2 separate regions of the Mus musculus genome follow, and region 2 is linked to region 1. The links are chromatin contacts, called in public HiChIP or PLAC-seq maps. All regions are on one chromosome and are shown on one strand. Each heading gives the region's core, a stretch centred on a gene start, on an enhancer-like site or on the middle of the called end of the contact. The rest is flanking DNA. Distances are from core to core; before and after follow the strand shown.

Region 1 (6,594 bases), core at 594-3,093:
GCTTGAATAACCTAGCCTATGAGTGTGTCTGTAGGTATTTTCTTCATTGATGATTGATATAGTTGGACCCAGCCTAAGGTGGGCAGTGCCATCCTTACTTCCTTCCCAAATTACTTTTGGTCATGGTAATTATCACAGAAACAGAAAGCAAATTAATATAGCTAGTTTAAAGCTTCCATGTTACAACCTATATTATTCTACAAGCTGTACTTATTTTTAAAGTCTAGGAAAGAGCATAGATGCATTCTGATGTTTTTCTTGGTACAGATCACCCTTTGAGATTACAGGAGAACTAAGCAAAGGCATGCTATTATCTTTCTTTATTTGTAAAGTAATATTACATAATTAATTGTATTATAATGCACAAGGGCCAAATACTGTGAGTTGAACATTAAAATTTGAAGTGCCTATCACAACACCCAAATGTTCAAAATTCCATTGTAGTATCTGGGATTTTTCTTAGCCAAATAATGATACCAAAGATTAATGACATTCATGTTTTTATCATTATTTAAGAAACAGACAGTACATAAAATATGTAAAAAAAATAATTTCTCTGGTTAAAAGTAGGGATGGATGGCTTTAATCTACTTCTCTATGTAACCGGCGTAATCTTCATCGTCCCTGGCAGCCCCAGGCAAACCTCCCATGGCTCCAGGGAGCACACTAGGAAATTCCAGGCTTATTATGAAATGCAAGGTTTGTAGTCATGGGGAAACTACAACAGGGAAAAATAATGAAGATATTAGCCAGTGCAGCACACAAAATGCATCGGCTTCAGAGAAAGTTATTCTAGAATTGGACTTGGTAAAATAGAAGCTGTGAGCCTGAGTTGGTAAACTCTAGGCCTTTTCTGATCTAGACAAATTTCTGTTTCTACCACCCAGGAGCCACCAACCAGAGTATTGAGAGCATGAAGGACAGTCATCTCTATGTGTGGAATTTCTCCTCCTACATGCACATACATGTATACATATAGTATACACATGTGTAGTATATTTATACATTGTATACATACATCTGTATCTGTGTATATATATATATATATATATATATATATATATATATATATACTTATACATTTGTGTATATACTATACATATATACTGTGTATATAAATGCATATGTATATATGTACAACATGTATATGCATGTATATGGATGTATGTATCATGTATATATACATATATACGTATATGTAAAGTATACATGATACTAGGAGAGCATCGAGATACTTGTCGTTTAAATACTGTACATGTGGACGAAGCAAACCTTTTAGGGCTGGTCCTGCTCTGTGGCCCATTAGTCATGTTGGAAGAGACCCATACTCTTACTCATCTTGTATGATAATGTTGAACAGGAAAATGTGAACTGTCAGTAGTGATATGTTATGAAGAAAATTGAAGTGAATAGACCTAGGATGATGTCCCCATACTACATGATCTTTTAAACACAATTCCAGGCACTCTGTCTCATACAGTACCAGTTTTTGAATTGATTTTCTCTTTCTATTCCTGATATAAGAAATAAAAATAAATAAAAATTTTTAAAAGACATGAAAATCCATCCATTTGTTTTGTTTCCCAAAGTACGTGAGTAAACACTGGCTTGAATTCTTAAATATCATCTGTTTCAGCACAGTTGTAATTAATATGTTCTAAGCTTTATTGTTTGTTTGTTTGACATCGATACTTTAATGAATCCATTAAACGGTTTAAGTGATACTTATTAGGAATAAGTTAAGTCAAGTCTACTTCCTTCTCAGCCTGTCTTTTCTCCTAAGGATAGGAGTGATGATGGTGTAGGGTGGTGAATCACTAACCACAAGGCATGAGGTCAGCCACATAACAGACTTCCCTATGTAAGTACCTTACAAACCAAATGTAACTAGTGTGTCATAACAATGTGCTCAGAACCACAGGTGATCAGATTAGCTGCTGGGGGCCTTCAGAAATCTTCCTCTACTTAGTCGAAAGCCAAAAATAATCTCTGTGTTCCCAAGAAAGTAGTAATTGAGTCTTTTCCTCAAACATCCAAGACACTGACACTTTACCACTAAATGCATGTCCATAATTGCCCAGTAAGGCTCTGCTCTTAGCTCTTGGGTGTAACCCTCCTAACTCAGATACGATGCAAAGATTTTTATATGCGTGATGTGATTTGAGTGGCACTGAAAATGAAATCTGTTTCAGAGTACCTGAAACTTCACCTTCAGACTCAACCTTCTCCATCTTGAAAAGGTTTTTCTTTGAAAATAAGATTTAAAAAAAAAAAAAGAACCTGTCTAAGCCATATACGAAACTGTTGTGTAGATGGACTCAACCCAAGAGTTTGCTGTTAACCATGGTATCATAGCCCACAGGGAAAAGAATACCAGAGAGGTGCAGGGAGTTGCAGGTAACATTGCAAAGAGAAGGGTTGGAGATTGGCAGGCACTAAAACTGCCTCCCTGCCTTTCCAATTTCTATGATATATCAGTATTGGCACCAAGACTGTGTGCACAATGGTCATGTTTCCTACAGTGCTGACAAATATATTGTGTCAGTTATAACATGTTCCTCGGTTTTCTCTAATGCCAACTATGCCCATACATCAAGTAACTCACTCCCTTGGTCACTGTTATATTGCTGTAAAGAGACACCAAGACCACAGCAACTCTCAAAAGAGAAAGCATTTAATTGGTGGCTTGCTTACACCTTCAGAGGATTAGTTAATTATCACCATGGCAGGGAGCATGGTGGCATGTAGGCAGACGTGATGCTGGAGAACTACGTTCTGATCTGCAGAGAGAGAGGATGGGGTAGAAGGAGGGAAAGGCTGGGTCTGGCCTGGGTGTTTGAAACCTCAAAGCCTGCCCAGAGTGACATACTTCCTCCAACAAAGCCACACCTACCTCAACAAGGTCCCGCCTACTAATCCTTCTCAAATATTGCAACTCCCTAGTGACTAAGCATAGAAATATATGACCTATGGGGACCATTCTTATTCAAACCACCACACTTACTGAGATGAGAAAGGAAAATTCCAGAACTATAGCAAGCATTCCTGGGTGATTCAATCTGTTCTGTGTGAGGCGCAAGCCTCCTGTGCTCATGCTTCATTAACACTGTGTCTTTACCGCAAGGCAGAGGTCCACGTTACCACGCTCAGTGAAACATAGCCAGATCACTTACACTGGAAGGACACAACCATGCTGGAACTCTTAGTGGTGCACACATCTGCAAGTGAAGAACAAGGAATGGAACAGAGAAGTAGATAAATGGAGCAATATGTAGTAATTTTATCCTGTCCTCTCTTCTGTGTCTTTTTTTCAGTTCTTGTGTTAGTAAAGTGAGCTGGAACTGATTCTGTCTGGGACCAGAGTATCTTTCACAGTGGACGTACATGAAATATGGTCCTCAATGCAGGAAACCATCTGCCATTTCCAAGCAATATGGTCAGCACAGCTAGGTCACATGGAGAAAAGGTACAGTGTGGAGGTTTGGTCTGTCATTTGATCAAAAAGCTTACAAGGGAACATAACCACCTGGTTAGCAAGGCAGGAATGGAGACATTCTAAAGAAAGACTTTTCATCCCGCCCCTCCCCCAACTCCTATTTTGGTTACCAGGCTGTTGGAATTTCCCCAGAGGTCTCTTAGGAAGGAAAAGGAGAAGGCCCTGGTGCCAGGCAGAATGAGAACTTGTCTCCTGGAAAGAGATTCTCACTGTCCTAAAAATAGACCACCTTGCAGGAAAGATGTTTCTGAGACCATGGTAATGCACGGGGCCACACCTTGAACAAGTCTGCTTAGTTAGGTGAATCTTGTTGGCCTCTACTTAAACCTAAACCTCACATCAAAGCCCCCAAAATGTCTTGTGAGTGACAGACAGTTGTCAATGGAATTCTTTCGTGCTCTTCCTAATGTGGTCACATTGAAAAACAAATGTTGTTTTTCTTTCTTTGTTATTAATTGTGTAGATGGCTAGGCTTGGCTTGTTAGAGCTGCCAGAACCCAGGATCTAACCCTAGCCACTGTAGTAACAATCTCAGAGAGGATTTTTGGCTTTTTTTTTTTTTTTTTTTTTTTTTTTTTGAAGACTAGGAGACAGCAGCTGGAGCTGGTAAACTGTTTTGAGCGAATGAGTGACATGCTATGAATGATGCTCTCCTATGACTCAGCACCACTGGAAGCATTAGGAGCAGTTAAGAGATTAATGCAGTTATTTGGATCAGAAATAATGGCTTAGGAAAATGTAAGAAATGGTAAGTCTTAGAAAAATGAGACAAGAAGATCAGTAATGGTATTAAAATGAAGTAGAATAGTGAAGGGGTATGTCCAATTTCTGACCCAAACTAGAGAAGGTGATTGGAAAATGATTAGCATTTAGAAATATAGGGGAAGCCTTAAGGAAGGAGCAGTTTGATCAAATGCATGCCACTCTTGAACATGGTGACTTGCGAGTGGTTTTAGATAATCAAGGAAAGTACCAAACCAACCATTGTGGTGGGTTTTAGGTAATTAAATAGACCTGCCAAGAAAAGAGGTCAGAGGTGTTGACAGAAATGTAGCAGTCATCTCCCAGAGCACAGCCTTGTCAGCCATGGTCAGATGGATGCCCAAAGCCGTGAGAGAAACAGAGAAGAGAATGGCAGAGTCCTATGGCAGAGTCTGGAAGAATGAAAAACATAATCATCGCCAGAGCAATGGGTTTTATTGGTACATTAATGGTAATATTTATTGCTGCTTATGCATATATTATGTAAATCAAACTTCATATTGGGGAAAGAAGAAAAAACTCATGGGTTAGGGCATTACTTAGATGTATGAAGGTACATGCACATCTCATGAAGAATCATGGACACATGACTAGCAGAACATCTGTATCATTGCTGTCTACTCTGCCTGCTGCTGCAATTACACTGCTTCACCTAAGCCTCAAAATCCTTAAGTCGACTTTCAACATCATAAACACCTGAGGACAAAAGATTGGATTTTCTCAACTGTGTTTATCCTTTCTGTCATAAATGAAAGGAATAAATGAAGTATTAAAACTAAAGACATTGTTATATTCAAATATACTTCACAAGGGTTTAGGGAAAGAGTAGCAGGGTCTTTCAAAAGTCACATAGATATATTTGTAGAAATGGTTATTTCCAATCAGATAAATGGTCTAACTTTAAAATATAAAAAAAAATTAAAAATTTTAAAAAGCATTTCAGATATTTGTAAAACTGGTCTTTGAGAAACATACAAAATCCTATGATAAAACCCCATTGTCCAGCAGTCAAAGCATGAAGGTAGTAATGTAAATGATACATACGTGGACTGAAAACCCAAGTTAGCTAGAACATTGCAAAATCTCTGATATACTTCTCTATAAGTGATGTAGTGCTTTGGTTGAGAACAGCAACTATTTTCTTTTTCAATACTCATTTATTTTTGGTCTATCATCTTCTGATTTATCTTCAATGTCTTTACCACTTTTCTAACACTCAGATTAGAAGTTACAAACGGATATGCTAGGGCAATGGTAGCACAAAGCTTGTAGGAGTAATCAACCAATGTATGGCTTGACCCAAGGTCACTCCACAAAACAGAACTCATACCCAGTACTGCTTGAGTAGTGAAAAACCAGAAACTAGATAACCCAGAGACATAGGGTAAAAACCAATGCTACTGGAAAAAAAAAGACTTCTAATGACATTACTGTTATTGTCATAGATCATATTTATCCTGCATCAGAAAAGCTTCCTGCTGCAGCAGATGGGCACAAATACAGAGATCCAGAGCCAGATATTGGAGCAGTGAAACCATGGAACACTCAGCTCTAAATGGAATGTCTCCATCAAATCCCTCCCCTCCTAGCTCAGGGAACCCCTTGGAAGAGAATGAAGAAAGAATGGAAGAGGCAGGAGAGTGGAGGACACCAGGAGGTCAGGACCCTCTGAATCAACTGAACAAAGCTCATATGAATTCAGAGACTGCAGCTGCAAGTACAAGGTCCACACAGCTCTGCACCAGGTCCTCTGTGTATCTATTATAGCTTTCAGTTTAGTACTTTTATGGGACTCCTGAGTGTGTAAATGAGTGGGTCTCTGATTCTTGTGACTACTCTTGGGGCTCTTTTCCTTTTGTTGGTTTGACTTGTTCAACTTCAATGTGATTTATTTTATTATATTATATAACATAACACTTATTACCTAAAAAAAGATGGTCCAGTCTCTCTCTCTCTCTCTGTGTGTGTGTGTGTGTGTGTGTGTGTGTGTGTGTGTGTGTGTTTGTGTGTGTGTGTGTGTGTTTGCTTGTCTTTATGAGCATCATGTGCATGCAGGTGCCTGTAGAAGCTGAAAGAGAGTGTTAGATTGCCTGGAACTGTAATTACAAGTAGTAGTGAGTTCTGTGAGTGTGTGGGTGCTGTGAGCCAAATCTAGATGCTCTGGAGCAATGATCTACCATTCTGAGTCATCTCTCCAACCCTCAGACTGGATTTAAATTTCAATAATTTCTCATTTGACCTACAAAAAGTTAGATCCTCATTTTTATGTTAAAATACAGATGTATTTTATATCCTTTCTTGAAGAAAAATGTCATAACTGTCAGGACCATGTTTTC
Region 2 (5,932 bases), core at 1,611-4,110, 370 kb before region 1:
TGATAACAGCCAGTTGTGCCAGCACCATTTGTTGAAAATGCTGTCTTTTTTCCACTGGATGGTTTTAGCTCCCTTGTCAAAGATCCAGTGACCATAGGTGTGTGGGTTTATTTCTGGGTCTTCAATTCTATTCCATTGGTCTACTTGTCTGTCGCTATACCAGTACCATGTAGTTTTTATCACAATTGCTCTGTAGTTCAGGCATGGTGATTCCACCAGAGGTTCTAACATTGTTCTTATATAACACTTTCTATATGTCAGGCACAACTATGTGGGTCTCTTGAGCAACACACACGATCCTAACTATTTTATTGTACATGACATTTAAAGAATTGAAGGTAAGGATTTGTTTAAAAAGCTTCTCAGAGTCTCCTAGCCAACAAGACCAGGCCTCAAATCCTAGCAGCCAGATCCCTGTCTCTGTGTTCTTTATCAACTCACTAAGCTGTCTCATTAAATGGAATGAACATCAACTTTAAAAGTTGGGTTAAACTTCTGGCTTTGTTCCTTAGGGTTCTTGTGATCTCAGTGGAGTAGGAGTGGCCTGGGCCTCCATTTACTGTCTTTTAAGCAGGGTGAGCAAATCCCTCCTGAACATGGTTCCAGAAGGACAGAATGAGTATGCATTGTAGCATGCTCGATTCTCATTCTCCCTTTCACATAGAGCAGGATAAGAGAGGTCATCCCAAGGCTTGCTACAGTCCCCGTGAGCCCCATTGTTGACTTTGGGTGTGCCATCTGGTTATTATCACCCAGACAGTAACTCCACCAGAAATCACTTTCTCAAATGTACCCAGCAGAGAACTGGCCCCAGCTCCTTACCACAGCACCACTGCTATGTCTAAGTCACTTCAGAGGAAGAGCTGGCATTTTCCACCCACTTGCTCCCAGACCAATTTGGTGTACTGCTGAAGCCAGCATAGTGAGCACACCTTTAATCCTAGCACCCTGAAGGCAGAGGCAGGTGGATCTCTGAGGCCTTCCTGGTCTACAGGATGAGTTGCAGGACGCTCAGGGCTACACAGAAATACCCTGATCACAAACGAACAACAGAACACACAAACAACAAAAGACAGAGTGCCCCAGTGCCTGGAAAGCCCAATCTGTTAAGTCTTACTGCATTTTTACTAGCTATTTTCCTTTCTGTTTGTCATGTACATGACACCTTCAGCAGCAGAGAGATTTGGCTGGGGGTGGTAGCAGGCCAGGGAGGGGGTGTAGTGGCCTGGGTCTTTTCAGCTGGAAAGCCCAGCACAGACCAAGGTGAGGCACAGTCATCTCTCCCCAGCTCATGGCTCAGGGTACTGCTCAGCACAGTGATGGCTCTCAGAGCCTACGCTCAAGTTTTACTTCTCTGGGTTTTACAACTTCTTAAAGAAATGCTACAGATATATATATACACACACACATACATATACATATATTTAAAACTCTAAAGGCCAAGTTCAAGTCCCAGGGTGTCTCTGTGGAGTTTCCCCGTTCCTCTTTAACATAAACAACTCATTTGACTCCACTGTGTGCTGCTTGATTTTCAGTTCTTCACCTGACTGTTAGGGCTGTCAGTCACAAGCTCTTTTTCCAGTCTTTGCTGAAGACAAGATCTTTCACTGTTACATGGCTGATTAATGTTACTCTATGACTATAAAGGGGAATGTATGTGTCTGCCTGTCATTGTGCTTTCTTGTAATTAGTGTTGTTCCAGAACTTTCTGTTTATTTCAGAGACACTTCACTAGGCACTTCCGGTGATGTTCAATGCATTGGATTTGAGTTTCCTTGATGGTCTTTTTCTCCCATTTCATCAAACATGAAGACGATCTTGCAGAAGGAACAAAATGGGGAGCAGATAGATTTTCATTTGTTGCTAAAAAATGCACTGCAGTGACCCTGGGCCAATGGCTCACTATCTACAGTCTTAGTTTTCTGTCAGTAAATGAGACAATGATATGCAGACTTCAGCTCACATAACACTTTTGTATGAGCTGGAAACTCAATACTTTTGGCCTGTGCGACTGTAGCTTGGCAAACTGAATGTGGGTTTGATTTGACTCTCTTGTTGGCTCCCTCAGCTGGCACATCCTGCAAGATCATTCCAGGCAGCCCTTAAAGGACCTTCCTCACAGGGCTGGCATGAGGCTCTATGGGGCTGGTTATGGGAAGAACCATGCCACTTAGACTGCACACCCATTTTTCCTCTTGCTCTATCACTCTATCTGCTTCTGCTTATCCCAAGTTCTTCAGCCTACACTGGAGAACATCACAGACAACACAGAATCATTACCAAAGCACTCCCTGGGTCCCCTTTTGTATCCCTCCTTCTAGAGCCTTTCTTCCCCTGTTCTCGAAAGAAGTTGATCTCAGCAGTAGAAACATCATCTTTTAATTAGAGACTAACAGATCTCGGATCATAGAGAGTTGATGTATATTAACACATGCATTTTAACACACAGGTATGTGTTAATATACAAACATGTTAATACACACGGGAGATTATTGGAAAATATAGACTAATTTCCTGGCCACAGGGGGTCTTGCTTTTTCTGAGACATAAGGCAGAACCAGAGATCCTCAGAAGGGCTGTTATATTACTGGATACAAAAGGGGCTCCTAGTACCATTAGACACACACAGCATTTTTATAATCCTACCCATAACAGACAAAAATAAACCAACATGCTTTAAACCAAGGAATACACATATACCATTTCCTTTGTATGTTTAATCCTGAGGCCTACACAGGCCTGATTTGTGGTTTGTGTTCCTCCCTCCCCTTTCCTAAGAGAACATTTAGGATTGTTCACACGTCCTAAAGCCCTCATTTGCATAATTTAGCAGAACAGAGCGTGGGAGGAGAGCAAATGCTAATTTCATTCTAGAGACTTGATGTGCCCTGGATCCCAAGCAGGTGCCACAGAGAAGCACATGGTGACCGAGGTTTCAACATGCTAGGATTTCCCAGCCTCAGCAGAATCTTGGCTTGGTGGCTTTAGAGGATAGCTAGTGGAGGAGACTGTAGAATCTTCTCCTATGGTGACAGATATAGGTTAGAGAACTGGAATTTTAGATGTTGAGTAGCCCAGAGGACAAAGTAAATTGAGATCAGAGCTCAGTCTTACTCATTGTGGTTAAATTTGGATTATATTCTTGTTAGTCTTTTGTCAGCATAATAATGACTAAGTGCTGGGTCAGGAAGGTAGGTGGCCTATATCTGTATTTTTTTTTACCATAGACCTCTTGCTGTAAGAACAAGGGCCAATTATATTTTGACATCAGAGATTCCTTTTCAGTAAAGTGTGGGTAGCTATGGTACCCACTTCATCAGATTAAGAGAAGGACCGGATGAAATGATGGTGTTCTAGAGCATGCTGAAGAAATATTCATAGGTGTTAGCCGGCTAGTGCTTCAGAACTGATGGGGACAGGCAAAGGGATTCTCTTCTGACCTGAGGAAACCGTTTCATTTGAAACGCAGTATTTTGTTAAATGTGTTGTTTGGCATTGTGGAGAGTCCTTGGCATGGCAGTATTGCTGGGGTGTAAGTTTGTGGATCTAATTCAAGTCTTTAGTCTTGAATCCAGAGACCTGGCAAGTAGCACTGATTCTGTCTTTACTAGACTAAAACTCTGGGCACTTCATCTAATAAGAAGTCTTTACCTCAGTTCCCTAATCTGTAAAGCAAAAGGATTGGTGAGATTAGCTTAGATTCTTTCCAGCCATAAAGCTGCAGGGTTGTTTGTTTTTTGTTTTGTTTTGTTTTGTTTTTTAATGTTTGTTTCCACTCAGTGTTTTTGGCTCAAGAAAAAGGTCAACTTGAGTTCAGAGGAAGGTTTTTGTGTCTTGGTCAGAGCTGGAAGTCCTGGTTGTGGTGCTTCTCGACTTGGATCATATTTGTTTCAGTAAATTGAAATGGAGTAAATTGAGGCAGCGAAGTTAAAGGTTCTATTAGCTTAAGCTTGTACATCTTTGCCTAAGGCTTGCCAGGCAGTCAGACGAGTGTTGCGACTCATTCTGTACCAAAGCTGGAAGCCTGGGTGCATGTCCTTACTGTTACCTTGCCTCTCTTGTTTCCTAGCTCCCTGCGAGTTCTAAGCATTAGAGAGCCAATTCCAGTCATTTAATCTGACTTGAAACTTCATTATTTGGAACATTGCATTAGTGATACTTAATCTCCATTCTGAAGGCCCTGGTGTTTAGTCTGAGGAAATAAAACTAGTCTGTGTGAAAAGTAATCCATACATAAGAATTTCCTATAAAACAGAAATGATGTACTGAGTATGTGAGTAGGGTGAACTAGACATAGCCTGTGAGGCCCGTGAGTCATTTATGATTAGAAACTTCTCCACTCCAGTCAACTAGTCCCCAGAGAAGCCATGACCATATTTAGATTTGTGAAGAGGTGAGTGGTGTTTGATCTTGTTTTGCAGTGTAAGGTTACTCCAGAGGAAGACATTGCACGCAGCACTAATATGTGTCTTTCTAAGCCCTTCCCCTGGGCAATGCCAAATGATCTATTCCAAGTTCCCACTAAGAGCCAATTAGGCTAAAACTGGCAGCCCAGAAACCACGAAGTTGATTGTGAGGTGTATTAGGGATCATTCATTCCTCTTGGATTCCAGATTGAATTAGTTTTCTTTCTTCTTGCTGTGATAAAGGATTGGACCAAAATACCTTAAGAAATGAGGAGTGTATTTTGGCTCACAGTCAAGAGGGACAGAGTCCATCGTGACAGGGAAAGCATGGCAGCAATGGAGGGAGGTGATTGGTGACACTGAGTCCTCAGTCAGGAAGCTGAGAGGGATGGATGAGGGTGCCCCACTTGTATCTTCTTATTTCTTCAACTGAAATTCCAGCCAATGGGATGCTGCTGCCGACACTCATTGTAGGTCTTCCTTCTTCAGCTAAATCTCTCTGAAAATGCCTTTATAGATGTGGAGAGCCGTGCCGTGAGCAATCGCCATTATAAGATGGCGCTGGCTTCCACTGCGCCTAACTAGTAAACAAGTCTTATGCGCAAGTGCAAGAGTAAATCCACACCCAGTCACTGCCCATATCGGGGCGTAGTAATGGGGTGATGGGTGAGCAACTAATCAGGTGCTGTGCTGTCACGCCACATCAGGTGCTGAAACGTCACGCTGCGGGCTATCTAAGCAGCACCATTTTCCAGGTTTGGGGTCTTCCTTATGTTGAAGCAATAAAAGCTTTGCCGTAGAAGGATCCGGTTGTCCGAGTGAATTCTTGCCGGCGAGATACTAGCTCAGGCAAGAAGTGGCGCTGAGAAACCCGGGAATTTATCATCACTAGGCGCTGATAGGAGACCCCCGTTTCACGGGGCGGGTTCAGAACTACGGGACACTTTACAGCTCTGCAAGGTACGTACAGTCTTGAAATTTCTCCAGAGTTAGACGCCCTTTTCATTGTTTTCACGGCGATTAGATTATTCCTTTCCTTTCGGTTTCATTTTGCTTCCACTGGTGGTATTGCTGACTGGTTCTCAGTCGCGGTCAGGCCTGGACAGCAACCAGTATTGTTGACTGGTTCTCAGTCGCGGTCAGGCCTGGACAGTGACCAGTATTGCTGACTGGTTCTCAGTCGCGGTCACGCCTGGACAGTGACCAGTATGGGGATCTCCCACTCTGTGGTGACCGCCTTACGGTCGGTCCTGAAGCAGCGTGGCTTGAAAGTCGCCACCAAGACACTAGAAGGCTTTGTAAAAGAGGTAGATTGCATAGCACCGTGGTTTGCATGCTCAGGGTCCTTAACTATCCCCTCTTGGGAGAAACTCAAGGGAGATTTAGTTAGGGAACTGGAGAATGGCAAACTTAAAGCAGGAACCATGTCGTTGTGGAAGCTGATAAGATCGTGCTTAAAGGACAAGGAATGTCAACAAGTGGTTAAGGCAGGGCAGAGAATTCTGGATGAAATTCAAGACAGTCTA

What was found. HiChIP or PLAC-seq counts read pairs in DNA pulled down with a chosen protein or histone mark.
Region 2: a contact with region 1 is called in a FOXA1 HiChIP or PLAC-seq map of pancreatic cancer cells. The contact joins two enhancer-like sites. A contact is called at or near these places in 3 of 115 datasets of contacts at active chromatin or transcription factors (extraembryonic endoderm stem cells, fibro-adipogenic progenitors and pancreatic cancer cells) and 1 of 9 other capture datasets (embryonic stem cells).

What each region holds. Positions count from the first base shown.
Region 1 is chr1:164,617,875-164,624,468 of GRCm38.p6, reverse strand. No RefSeq gene overlaps it. Among named protein-coding and RNA genes, the nearest start is that of Gm26685, 120 kb to the right of the region's middle. Within about 2 kb of position 1,843, at least 26 of the 459 cell types and tissues checked have an H3K27ac peak or open chromatin away from gene starts, as enhancers often do. A contact at or near this core is called in pancreatic cancer cells, where this site is marked.
Region 2 is chr1:164,985,304-164,991,235 of GRCm38.p6, reverse strand. No RefSeq gene overlaps it. Among named protein-coding and RNA genes, the nearest start is that of 1700029M03Rik, 27 kb to the right of the region's middle. Within about 2 kb of position 2,860, at least 46 of the 459 cell types and tissues checked have an H3K27ac peak or open chromatin away from gene starts, as enhancers often do. A contact at or near this core is called in pancreatic cancer cells, where this site is marked.